Regions from separate parts of the Mus musculus genome. Here all the other regions are linked to region 1. A link is a contact called in public Hi-C and promoter capture Hi-C data. All regions are on one chromosome and are shown on one strand. Each heading gives the region's core, a stretch centred on a gene start, on an enhancer-like site or on the middle of the called end of the contact. The rest is flanking DNA. Distances are from core to core; before and after follow the strand shown. Region 1 holds the start of Purb (purine rich element binding protein B). Region 2 holds the start of Ramp3 (receptor (calcitonin) activity modifying protein 3). Region 3 has its middle 7.1 kb from the start of Gm39575.

Region 1 (4,369 bases), core at 1,153-3,652:
ACTGACCATTGTTACATTTGCCCAGGAGTATCCAGCCAGCATCTCAAACGGTCAACAGATCTATTTCACATACCCTCAATTTGCTGAAAGGCAAGACTTTAAGTCCACCAAGAAGAAAGAAACTGAAGAAAATAACTGATATTCAAAAAAACACAGTAAAGTCCCACTTTTCATTGGTTCCATGTTCTCAGGGATGAGGGTGGGGGAGTATCTAACACCTGCAACATCTGAGGTTTTGTGAAGTCTAAGTTTGGTGCTGGGTTATTAAAGAGCCCAAGCCCCTGACCAGGCTTATCTGCTAGCATTATTCTCATTCTCTGATCACCAGAGCCCTCAGCTCCAATTACCACCTACTTTTTTTTTTCCCTCTTGTCTCCATATAGTTGTAATATTCTGACCCAAAGACCACAGTCTCCCCACTCCCCAACCAGCACTGCCCAGCCACTAAGAGTCTGAAAATGTGGGCCTGTTTTACAACATAGTCACTGCTTATAATCAAGAGTTTGTGCTGGGTCTCACTGTAGACCACCCACACTCTCCTTTGCCCTGGGTCACTTTCTTGAAGTACAAAACTAGGGAGCTGGTGAGATGGCTCAGTGGATAAGAGCATTGACTGCCCTTCCAAAGTCCTGAGTTCAAATCCCCAGTAAACACATGGTGGCTCACAACCACCTGTAATGAGACCTGATGCCCTCTTCTGGTGTGTCTGAAGACAGCTACAGAGTACTTACATATAATAAATAAATAAATCTTTTAAAAAAAAGTACAAAACTAGAAAATGACTCCTGTTTATACAGTTTATGGTGGCCCCTGTCCACTGAATCAAGGATCTCTCCTAGCCACCAGAGAACAGCTGCGCCCAGTTCCACTGTTCACAGACCCTAGGCCCCAGCCAAACTGCACAACTCACCATCTGGAGACATATGTTCCTCTGCCCAAAATAACCTACCCTATCTCCACCTGTTAACATCTATCCTCCAAGGATTACCCAATACATAGTACTGGGACAATGGGTTAGTCATTTGAAGGAAATTCCTTAGATTCTTTACTTCATCCCAGACATCATGATATATTTCAGATAAACATAGTCCTATACTTAAAAATCAAACCATAAAACCACTCAAAAATATGTCCTTACTAAAAAATTACAAGAGAAGACTCTAGGCTTAGATGCAAATGAAATTTCAGCGGAAACAAAATAACAAAGCTGGCCCATCAGGCAGAATACAGGCTAGAGGGGCGGTTAACTGCTCATCACACAAGCATTAAGACACAAGCTTGAAAACCTAGCAGCTGCATAAAAGAGCAGGGTGCAGCAGGGGGTGGGGGTGGGGGATCCCTAGGGCTCACTGACAGCCAGTTTAGATCAATTCAGTGAGCTCTAAGTTCAGCCAGAGACCCACTCACAAAAAATACGGTGGAGAGTAACACAAACACTCTATTTCCGGCCTCCACATACACGTACATGTATAGCCACACAGAAACAAATTTAAAACACTTTAGGGCTGGAGAGATGGCTCAGTGGGTAAGAGCACCCGACTGAAGGTCCAGAGTTCAAATCCCAGCAACCACATGGTGGCTCACAACCATCCGTAACAAGATCTGACTCCCTCTTCTGGTGTGTCTGAAGACAGCTTCAGTGTACTTACATATAATAATAAATAAATCTTTAAAAAAAAAAAAACAACACTTTAGAGGAACCTGGTTAACGAATATTAAACTGATGCAAGAACTCAAGTTTAAGCCAATATAGCTTAGTGAGATCCTATCATTAAAAACACCCAATTGTAAAAAAAAAAAAAACCCAAAAGTTATTTGTGTGAACTCCATTCAGGGAGTTTATAAAATAAGATGGTATTCTGGTTTCTTTGTTTTAGAAACACGGGCTTATTTACTGAAGGATTGCTAGATCCAATCGTTAGGAGTCCGACTTAATCAGTGTACTCGTCCCTGAGGATTAATAATCTAGTAGCATTAGTGAGAAGTAGGATCTCACTGGAGAAAACAGGTTACTGGGGTATGCTCTGGAAAGATCCCTAGCCCCTGGCCCTTTCCTGTCTCTCTGCTTTCCCAGGCGCCAGGAGGTGATTGGCTCCACTGTTGAATAATTCATGTGCTTCTCGGCAAAACGTTCTGCCTTCCCACAGCCCCAAAGCAACAGAGTCATCTAGTCACACACTAAACCCTCTGAAACCGGGAGCGTCAGTAAAGCATCAAGAAAGAGGACCCCAAAACCAGCGGACAGAAACATAGGCTCGCCCGGGGTAGCCGCAGAACGCCTTGCCGGCGCGGCCAGCGACGTCACCTCTGCGCCCCGCCGGCGTGGTGTGTGTGGGTCTTCCGGCCGGGAGGCGGCGGCGGGCGGGGCGGAGTGACGTCACGGGAGGCGCGCGCCGGAAGCGGGCCGTGCCGCACGGAAGCCGCGGGGGCGGGGCGCGGAGGCGATGGGGGGCGGCGGCGACCGGCGATGAGCGGCGGGCGCGCGTGAGGAGCCGGCGGGCGAGGCTGGGGGGCCCCGGAGCGCGAGCCGCAGGGCGGAGGGCGGGGGCGCGAGCGCAGCGGGCGGCGGCGGCGAGGCGGCGGCCGAGAAGATGGCGGACGGCGACAGCGGCAGCGAGCGCGGCGGTGGCGGCGGCGGCGGCGGCGGGCCCGGCGGCTTCCAGCCCGCGCCCCGCGGCGGCGGCGGCGGCGGTGGCGGGCCGGGCGGCGAGCAGGAGACGCAGGAGCTGGCCTCGAAGCGGCTGGACATCCAGAACAAGCGCTTCTACCTGGACGTGAAGCAGAACGCCAAGGGCCGCTTCCTCAAGATCGCCGAGGTGGGCGCGGGCGGCTCCAAGAGCCGCCTCACGCTGTCGATGGCGGTGGCCGCCGAGTTCCGCGACTCGCTGGGCGACTTCATCGAGCACTACGCGCAGCTGGGTCCCAGCAGCCCCGAGCAGCTGGCGGCGGGCGCCGAGGAGGGCGGCGGGCCGCGCCGCGCGCTCAAGAGCGAGTTCCTGGTGCGCGAGAACCGCAAGTACTACCTGGACCTCAAGGAGAACCAGCGCGGCCGCTTCCTGCGCATCCGCCAGACGGTGAACCGCGGCGGCGGCGGCTTCGGCGGGGGGCCCGGGCCCGGCGGCCTGCAGAGCGGCCAGACCATCGCGCTGCCCGCGCAGGGCCTCATCGAGTTCCGCGACGCGCTCGCCAAGCTCATCGACGACTACGGGGGCGACGAGGACGAGCTGGCCGGCGGCCCGGGAGGCGGCGCCGGCGGCCCCGGGGGCGGCCTGTACGGAGAGCTCCCGGAGGGCACCTCCATCACCGTGGACTCGAAGCGCTTCTTCTTCGACGTCGGCTGCAACAAGTACGGGGTGTTCCTGCGAGTGAGCGAGGTGAAGCCGTCCTACCGCAATGCCATCACCGTGCCCTTCAAGGCCTGGGGCAAGTTTGGAGGCGCCTTCTGTCGGTATGCAGATGAAATGAAAGAGATCCAGGAGCGACAGAGGGATAAGCTTTACGAGCGACGCGGCGGGGGCAGCGGTGGCGGCGACGAGTCGGAGGGTGAGGAAGTGGATGAGGATTGAAGCAGGCAGCTTCCCGTACCGGCCTCCCCCAACCCCACCACCATCCCCTTGGCTAGAGAGCGCCCTTTCCTTCTCGTCCCCAGTGAGCTAGTGGAGAGGGATCAGGGGAGGCCGCAGACGAAGAAAACAAAAAAAAAAATAAAATAATATAGTTAAGAGAAATAACCATAAGAAAACAGTCACAGACAATTAGAGAAAAGCAGTTAAGTTCCAAGGAACTGCCAGCAACCTGCAAAGAGGAGCAGCATCTCCTCACCTGCGCAAGAGTCTCAGCTTCTGTTGTTTAAAACCGAGGTTCGGAAATTCATCAGGAAAACACTGGAAGGGATAGATAGATCTTCGAGCGTCTGGGACCAAAACCACACCTGGGTTACCCAGACTCATGCATTGGGAATAGCTGAATTTGTGTTCTTCCTGGGTAATCTGGTCTTAGGATCCCTCCAGGCCTCACTACTATCAGCATCTATCCCTTCACCTCCATCGAAATCAGCATTTTGGATCTAGGTCTTAGTGGAATCTTTGAGAAGAAAGAGGCCTTTTGCAGTTACCCAGTTCTGAGGGTACAGGTTTATGAAAAGGAATGCAACTTTACACAATCATGGACAGGGCAAGAGAAGAATTCAAGAAGCCATTGGAGAATTCGAAAATTAGATCCATTTAAAAAAAATGGTTTTGCATGGAACCTGGACCAAGGCCCCTGTCTTTTCTTTGCAGAATTGTTTTCCGGGATGCAAATGAATTCAGAGATCAAAGCTTGAACTAGAATCCATTACTAAAATAGTTTAAAAGTTGGCAATTTTTTT
Region 2 (3,995 bases), core at 49-2,548, 180 kb before region 1:
GCTGAAATCCCAAAACAGCTCACTGCCTTCTGGAGGTGGTCACAGTCCCAGCCTTCAACATAAAACTACCCCAGCCTGAGCGCCCACTGTAGAACACGAAAAATGGTCTCACTCTGTAAGCAGAGACCTCTTCAAAGGGAGAGAACTAATTGTTGAGTCTGGCCCACCTCTGTCCCAACTCCCAGACCGCATCCCAAGTCATCAACACTGAGGAAGACACTACAAACAGGTCCAACTTCATCTTACAGCCAAGGAGGCTGAACCAGGAGAGTAAGGAAAACTCGGGACCATGGCCCTGGAGGACAGAGCCCCTCCACCTGGAGGGAGGATAGAGCCCCTCCTCCTGGAGGACAGAGCCCCTCCTCCTGGAGGACAGAGCCCCCTCCTGCCAACAGCTTCCCTCACAGTTCTAGCCAAGCACTGGCCTTGCCCAGCAAGCCCTCTCCTATCAAACCCTTCCACAGGCACTCATGCACACACATGCCCACACAGGCACACAGATACAATCAGGCACACCCAGAGCCACAGGTACATGCATACATGTGTGTACACAAGCATATACACATACACATACACATACATGTATCCTCTTATTTATCCTTGGGTAACTTCTTCAGTAAGATACTTCACTTTTTATTCTTTGAAATTTTACATATGTATACAAAGTATTTTGAGCATATCCACTCCTACTCTCCCCGCCCCATTAAACTCCCTCAGGCTCCTTTAATATGTCTCCCTACTAACTTTATTCCCTCCACACCCCTTTCAAAACAAGCTTAATATTTATCCCATTTCTATCTTGTGAAAGCAATGTTTCTCCCTGAGTCCGATTTTCTCACTGGAAAAGGATTCTAGCTACCTGCACCTGTGTGCCATGTGCCCGGGGCAGGATGGGAAAGAAACTCACTACCTCACCAAAGACCCTTCCCTGGACCCCAGAATATCTCTACCCCACAGGGAACTGTGCAGCCCTTGCAGCTCAAAGCCTTTTCCCTCAGCTCTTCTAAGGTTGGAGGAGTTATGAAGACCCTCCACAAAACCTGCAGGATGTGCTGGAGTCAGCGTGCCTGTGTCTTTTCCAAACTCTGGGGGGGGGGGGGGGGGGGGAAGAGCGCAGCCTAGGCTGGACGCGGGAAGGAGAGAGTCCGCGTGGGTCCCAAGGACCCGAGGAGATGGAGTACCCCGACCCAAATGTCTCCTTACCACAAAGCAGCAACAACAGTGGAAGAAGGTGCAGCCGCTGTGCTGGGGTCTTCATGGCCAACTAAGATGCAGCCGGCTTGCAGCAACAGCGACATTCGGAGGTAAGAGGCTTGGGGCGGGACCAGGGCGGGACCTCGGAGAGCCCCAACCCAGGCCACGCCCCCACCCCGCCCCTGACTCCCTCCGTTGCCTAGAATTCTCAGCTTCTCTCTGGAGGGGCAGGTGGTGGGGACAGGAGGTGGGGGTCGCGTTGGGATATAGACTGGAACAGAGGAAGGGGAAGTGCAGTCGGGTGGGAGAGCCAGTCCAGCGTGGCGGGAATGGAGAAGGGGTTCTAACCGGAAGACTGCAGGTTTGGTCTGGGGATGAGCCGGATTAACCTCAGTGTCAAACTGGGAAGCAAGCTGGAGAAATGAAGGGAGTTATGCAGTACAGGTTGATAGAGGGGAGCCAGGCAGAAGACAGACAAGAGGTTGAACTCGGAGAAACCCGGGGTTCATCCTTGCAGGTCCTGTGGGACCCCCCTAAGCCAGGCACATAAATTTAAGCAGAGACAAGTCTGAGAGCCCTGCCTGTCTCCAAGGGACAGAGAAGGGCATGAAGTGGGTTGCTGAGCAGATGGGGGGGGGGGGGGCATTCTTCCAGACTGAGGCACTGGGGAGGGGAGCTTGGGTGTGCACACATGCAAACACAAATGGCTAAGTCTGAAGCTAACTGAGGGCAGGCGGGTCAGTGACGGGGCCTCCAAGGACCTGGCTTCTGGAATCAGCAGGTAGAAAGAAAAGAAAAGGCCTCAGTTTCTCCCACCATAGACTACATCTGTCCCTCAAGCCCAGGACAGCTTCCTGTTCCCAATGTTGGGACCACTCCTCAGAAAGAGAAAAGCAGACCTCTTTGTCCTCCAAAGCTTATTGTCCCCCAGGAAAGCACTTGCTGGTCTGAGAGCTAAGGCCCAGACCTGGGAGGATGGCTTTCCCCACCTAAACAAGCACTTCTGTCTCCCACGCCCCATCACTGAGCTCAGCTCACCTTTCCTGACCTAGAAAGGCTCACTACAACTTTCTGTGAATTTTCACTGAGAAAATTCTGGTCGAAGCCAGAAACAAAAACAAACAAGCAAATAAACAAACAAAACCCTGTAACTACTTTAGGGCTGAAGAGATGTCACAGTGGTTAAGGGCACTTACAGGGGACCTGGGTTTGGTTCCCACAGGTACTGGAGGTAGCGCATGATCATCTGTATCGCCAGCTCCATGGGATCCAGTTCGTTCTGGCCTCTGAGGGTGCCGCACGCAATTGTGCACACCCATACATATAAACCAAAGAAATCTTAAAGATTAAAAAAAATAGCATTTTTAAAAACCAGTTAGCAAAGAGAACCTAGGAAGCCTGGGCTTGCTACAGCAATAACAAAGGAGTCTAATTAAAAGTAAAACTGATTTAACTTGGTCAGTCATCCTCCTTCAAGAGGGGCCAACATCTAGGCCATTATCCCTGCCCCTGTGCTAAGGGGAGGGGGCGCTAATCAGGACAAAAAGGATAAGCCAGCAGGTTGCTCTTATAGAGGGCTGATTGTCCCACAACCTGAAGTCAGAAACGGGAAGGCAGACTCTGTACCACCTTGACTATCGTCAGCAATGACGAACGCACACCTCGGGTGGGCACTACTCGGGCAGCTGAATGCAGGACCTGCTCACTGGCTCTGCTGTGGAGAAAGCTCACTCAGTCCACAGAGGTGAGTCCCAACACCTCAGCTACACAGGGCTGCCCATGCCCCTGGTATGCCCCAAGGGCCTCTAATCCTGCTGAGCCGCAGCCTATGTCACACCTTCAAAGCAGATGAGGAAGGACGGTACCAAAGGGAGGTCAGTGCCATAGCCACCATTCAGCCTTCCTGACGTAGGGACCGCCCGCTCTTCCCATCCCCCTCCCTCCCGGGCCCCCGGGCCCTGGCTAGGCTGCACATGTGGCATGGTACAGAACTGTCTCCTTCACTCGGAGTCACGGCTCCTCTCTCCAGACCTGTCCAGATCCTGCTCTCTATTCTACATAATGACTGACTGACCCCTGGGACCCCAGCGGTGTCAAGCAGGACAGTGTGAGCCAGGGCTGGTCAGAGCCAAGCTGCCTTTGACAGTCTGTCCACCACAGAGATCCTGTGACCATAGGGATACAGGGCTGAGAGACAGAATTCCCTCTCGGAGATAGCAGTCACTGTGGAGAAGCCTCTGAGGACATGACAAGGGACTCATGGCTGTCACAGACTCCCATTGCTCTTCCACAAGATCCTGACTCCTGGCCTGAAGCAGGCATCCGTCTCTGATGGCTGTGACCCTCAGGCTCAGCGGCAGTAAGTGATTAATAACATGGAGCACTCATTTCCTTGCTCAGCACTCGGTAGGGCTGGCTTGGGGGAAAACCCAAGCTGTGTACGGCATCCCTAGGGTAGAGAGCTTACCTGATGGTCCAGACCCGACAGGAACATGGTTGAGGATAGGGCTTGAGCAATGCCAACCAAACCTGCCCCACACACTAGAGCAGGACGAATTCCCCTGCCCTAGGGTTTTCGGCAGGTGAGGTGATGAACACACTAGAGATGAAGATGGGTTGTCCTGGCAGAACAGGACCTGAGGAAGTGAAGCATGGGGCTGGAGCGAGACCACTCGGCTGGTGCCTAAAGTCAGAATGTCCGTGAGCTGGAGCTCTGTAAATGTCAGAAATGCTGGCCATCTGCTGGGGCCATCACTCTGAGGACAAGAGCATATTAATTGATGAGCCTTGGAACTCCTGGA
Region 3 (3,882 bases), core at 1,224-3,723, 230 kb before region 1:
CAAAGCTCTGCAGGTCACATCCAGGGAGAACAAGAAATGCCAACAGATGGAGGTTTATAAACAGACTACCACAGACAGAAAAAGCCAGCCTGGTAGCAGCTCTGAAGACACACTGACAGCCATTACTGCTAAAGCGTAAATTTTAAAGTGAAATGTCACTTATACCCAATAGGATCAACACAAATATAGAAAGCTGTGTACCACCAAGCTGTGGCTAAGCTGGAACCTCCCTCTCAATCTCTGAAAGCAGCAGGTTAGCATCCATCTAATTAAGGATACAAACGGCCAGTACGCAATCCAGGAATCCTGATCCTAGGAATGAATCCAAGAGACGCCCTCTGAGACCACCAGGAAAGGTCTCTGGAGGGTGCTCATCACAGGGTTCACTGCAGAGCAGGGAACTGTGGGCAACTCAAGGATCCTCACTCATGAAAACAGTCAAGCAAGAATACTCTGGGTGAGGAGAAGGAGTGAAGATGGCGAGTGAGGCATGCCTCGGGCGCCTCCCAAGAAAAGCGAGTACTTGTGCTGGACCGTGAGGAACCCGATCACACAAGATGAATATTTTCCTGACCTTTAGGTTCAGCTCAACATTTTGAACTCAGGACTTGTCAAGAGTTCTCCTGTGGCCTGCTCAGTGAGGCGCCCTGGTCCTTCCATCCCATGACTTTCCCCAGGGAGATGCAGATGTCTTTCAACCTCCATGGTTTAGGATGCGAAGACTGCCTTTCTTTTCCTTCATGTCAGACTCAACATAGAAAAGCCCTGAGGATGTAGCCATCCTGCTGACTTCAGGAAGAAAACAAACAACGGACTTGGGTCTTCTGCAGCTTTTTAATTAGAAAGACTCCGTTTGCAAGTAGAAGGAAGAAGTTGAATTTGAAACAAGTGCTTAGGCTGTGTGGCATGAATTGTGTTCTTTTTAAAAGATCCAAACAAAAAGACTAAACAAGTACCAAGTGTGGGTGACTTCGGGGGTTTTTTGGTTTTTTTGTTTCTTTTTTTGTTTTGTTTTGGTTTTTAGCCACTTGAAGTTTTGCCAAGTAACTTTGACATCAGGGAAATGGTCAGAGAGAGCCCTCATAAAACCATCATCAGCCTAGAGGAGAGAGGTCAGGGGTACCCTAGGCTGTGCCTTATGAGCAGTAAAACCAGAGACCTCACTTTTCACAGGGTACCGATGCGACTTTGAACTCATAAGCTAAGTCACTGCACAATGAACTCAAACAGGGATCTATCAAACAATGCAGATCACTATTTAGTGTTAGAACCTTATCTAAAATTTCCAGTTTTTTCACAAAACAAACACTAAACATGTAAGGAAACAGAAAAGCACACACTGGGGGAGGGGAGAGACAAGCAAACCTGCTTTGCCTTTGGGAGGCCCCAAATGTTGGACTTGGCAAAACTTCAAGTGGCTACTATAAATCAGATCGGCAGGCTGAGGAGACGACTCAGTTGGTAGAGCTTGAGCCAGCCCTGCAAGCATGAGAGGTTGAGTTCAATCCTTAGCATTCACGTGAGAACCCACTGGACTGCATGCTTGTAACCCACAGGCTGGGGATGTGGAGGAAGCAGGAGGATCCCTGGGGCTCACTGGCCATCCCATCTAGCTGAAGCAGTAAGCTCCAGGCTCTATCAGAAAACTTGTTTCAAAAAACAACAACAAAAAAGACAGCTAGATGACCAAGGAAGACACCTGACAACTTCTGGCTGCCACCCTGCTGCACACACAAATACATACACATGCATGCAACATGCATACACACAAACACATGAATTCAAAGGGATCTACTTCTCAAGAACTAAGAGAGGATTTCATAATTAATAGAATGAGCATGGACTACCAACAAAGAGACAGAGAGTATACATAAGTCTGAGAGCAAAACAAAATGGAACTCTAGAGTAACCAAAATGAAATCAGTGAGTGACAGCTCAACAGTATGAATGACAGCTCAACAGTGTGAGTGACAGCTCAACAGTATGAATGACAGCTCAACAGTGTGAGTGACAGCTCAACAGTATAAGTGACAGCTCAACAGTATGAATGACAGCTCAACAGTGTGAGTGACAGCTCAACAGTATAAGTGACAGCTCAACAGTGTGAGTAACACCTCAACAGTGTGAATGACAGCTCAACAGTATAAATGACAGCTCAACAGTGTGAATGACAGCTCAGCAGTGTGAGTGACAGCTCAACAGTGTAAGTGACAGCTCAACAGTGTAAGTGACAGCTCAGCAGTGTTACAGCTCAGCAATGTGAGTGACAGCTCAACAGTGTGAATGACAGCTCAGCAGTGTGAGTGACAGCTCAACAGTATGAGTGACAGCTCAACAGTGTGAATGACAGCTCAACAGTGTGAGTGACAGCTCAACAGTATGAATGACAGCTCAACAGTGTGAGTGACAGTTCAGTGCTGTGAGCTGATGAAGATAAAGATCAGGGAAGTTAAAAACAGGTCAATACAGTTTACACACAATCTAAAGAACAGAAGAAAAACAAACCAACTGCCTCAGGAAGTGTGGCACGAATTGTGCACATCTATAAACACAAACATGGGGAGTCAGAGGGGAAGAAAGAGGTCAACTTGCCCAAAAATTAGTTGAAGAGCTTTACTTTCTGCTCCACCACGATGTGAGGTCAGGGTCCATGAGTACAACTTCTGCCACCATCTAACCTTCTATCTCCATGTCTTCCCCTTTGTGAGCACCTAAAACAGACCTCAACAGTGTGTGCATGTGCGTGTGTGTGTGTGTGTGTGTGTGTGTGTGTGTGTGTGAGAGAGAGAGAGAGAGAGAGAGAGAGAGTATGTGTGTGTACATGTGTGTACATGTGTGTGCATGTGTGAGCACTTGTGTTTGTGAATGTGTTTGCATGTGTGTGTGTGGTGTGTGTGTGTGTGTGTGTGTGTAACAATAATAAACAAAGAAAAGAGAGCATCATTTTCAGAAGTGGGAAGGAGATGTGGAAGGAATAGGAAGGAAGATAGGAAAGGAAGAAGTGATGTGATTAAATTTTCATTTTAAAAATGTATTTTAGAATTAAAATAAACCACAGCAATCATGAAATTAGAATACTGCAGAAACTCATTTCGAGGGAGCAGGTGTGTTCTGCTGAGATGGGAGAATCGGCTTCTTGGATGCTCTCTAGACAGAGGAAGTGTGCACAGCTGCCCACTGGGCACTGAGGTTACTATTCTCAGACTTTATCTCCTTGATTCTTTCCATCTGATGACAAAGATCTGGATTTTAACATAAAGATACCTCATGTTTTTTAGTAACTTCCAGGCCAAAAAAATCATCTCATTGTTCTCTGTGAACAAATAATTCATTCTCCAAGAAGGACCTAGTCAGGGCCAGCATCTTCTTGGCTTCCTAGTCTCTAAAAAACATGTTAGGGGTTGAACCCAGGATCATGGGGATCCCTGTGAGCACCCCTACCACTCTGTTTGCCTATACCCCAACATGGAGCAACCAGACTGCAAGTTTTCTGGAAGAGAAAAATCACACGGATATGAACATTAGACCTGGAAGCAAGAAGCATATTGCATAGGCCTGGCAAAAGCCAGTTCAGATCTGCCCAGAGCCTGTCACCCCACTCTAGACTGGATGAAAGACAGATAAGACTGAATACAAATCTGCCCAAAAAAATAAGTAAACACACACACACACACACACACGAACAAGCACACACACACACATGTCACACACATGGATGCACACATCACACAAACACATCACACACACATCACACACACATACATCACACACACAGATGCACACACATGCACATGTCACACACATATCACACACAGACACACACACATCACACACACAAACACAGACACACATATCACACACACACAGACACACACACATCAC

Evidence for each region. Hi-C and Micro-C count contacts between places; a contact is called where the count stands out from the background. Capture Hi-C pulls out chosen DNA fragments and counts their contacts.
Region 2: a promoter capture Hi-C map of liver shows a contact between it and region 1. The contact joins the promoter of Ramp3 here to the promoter of Purb in region 1. A contact is called at or near these places in 6 of 39 promoter capture datasets (3T3-L1-derived adipocytes, the SN4741 cell line, fetal liver and 3 more), 2 of 115 datasets of contacts at active chromatin or transcription factors (embryonic forebrain and embryonic stem cells) and 1 of 9 other capture datasets (liver).
Region 3: a Hi-C map of Th1 cells shows a contact between it and region 1, with 2.1 times the contacts expected there. The contact joins the enhancer-like site here to the promoter of Purb in region 1. A contact is called at or near these places in 3 of 484 Hi-C or Micro-C datasets (CD4 T cells, CD8 T cells and Th1 cells), 2 of 115 datasets of contacts at active chromatin or transcription factors (the SCID.adh cell line and memory CD8 T cells) and 1 of 9 other capture datasets (liver).

Annotation. Positions count from the first base shown.
Region 1 is chr11:6,474,109-6,478,477 of GRCm38.p6, reverse strand. It overlaps Purb (purine rich element binding protein B), which reads left to right and starts at 2,402. Exons shown (of 1, transcript NM_011221.3): 1 at 2,402-4,369. The coding sequence starts at 2,592. The coding sequence ends at 3,566.
Region 2 is chr11:6,655,836-6,659,830 of GRCm38.p6, reverse strand. It overlaps Ramp3 (receptor (calcitonin) activity modifying protein 3), which reads right to left and starts at 1,298. Exons shown (of 3, transcript NM_019511.3): 1 at 1,204-1,298. The coding sequence starts at 1,258. It also overlaps the pseudogene Gm11978.
Region 3 is chr11:6,700,037-6,703,918 of GRCm38.p6, reverse strand. No RefSeq gene overlaps it. Among named protein-coding and RNA genes, the nearest start is that of Gm39575, 7.1 kb to the right of the region's middle. Within about 2 kb of position 2,473, at least 11 of the 459 cell types and tissues checked have an H3K27ac peak or open chromatin away from gene starts, as enhancers often do. A contact at or near this core is called in Th1 cells and memory CD8 T cells, where this site is marked.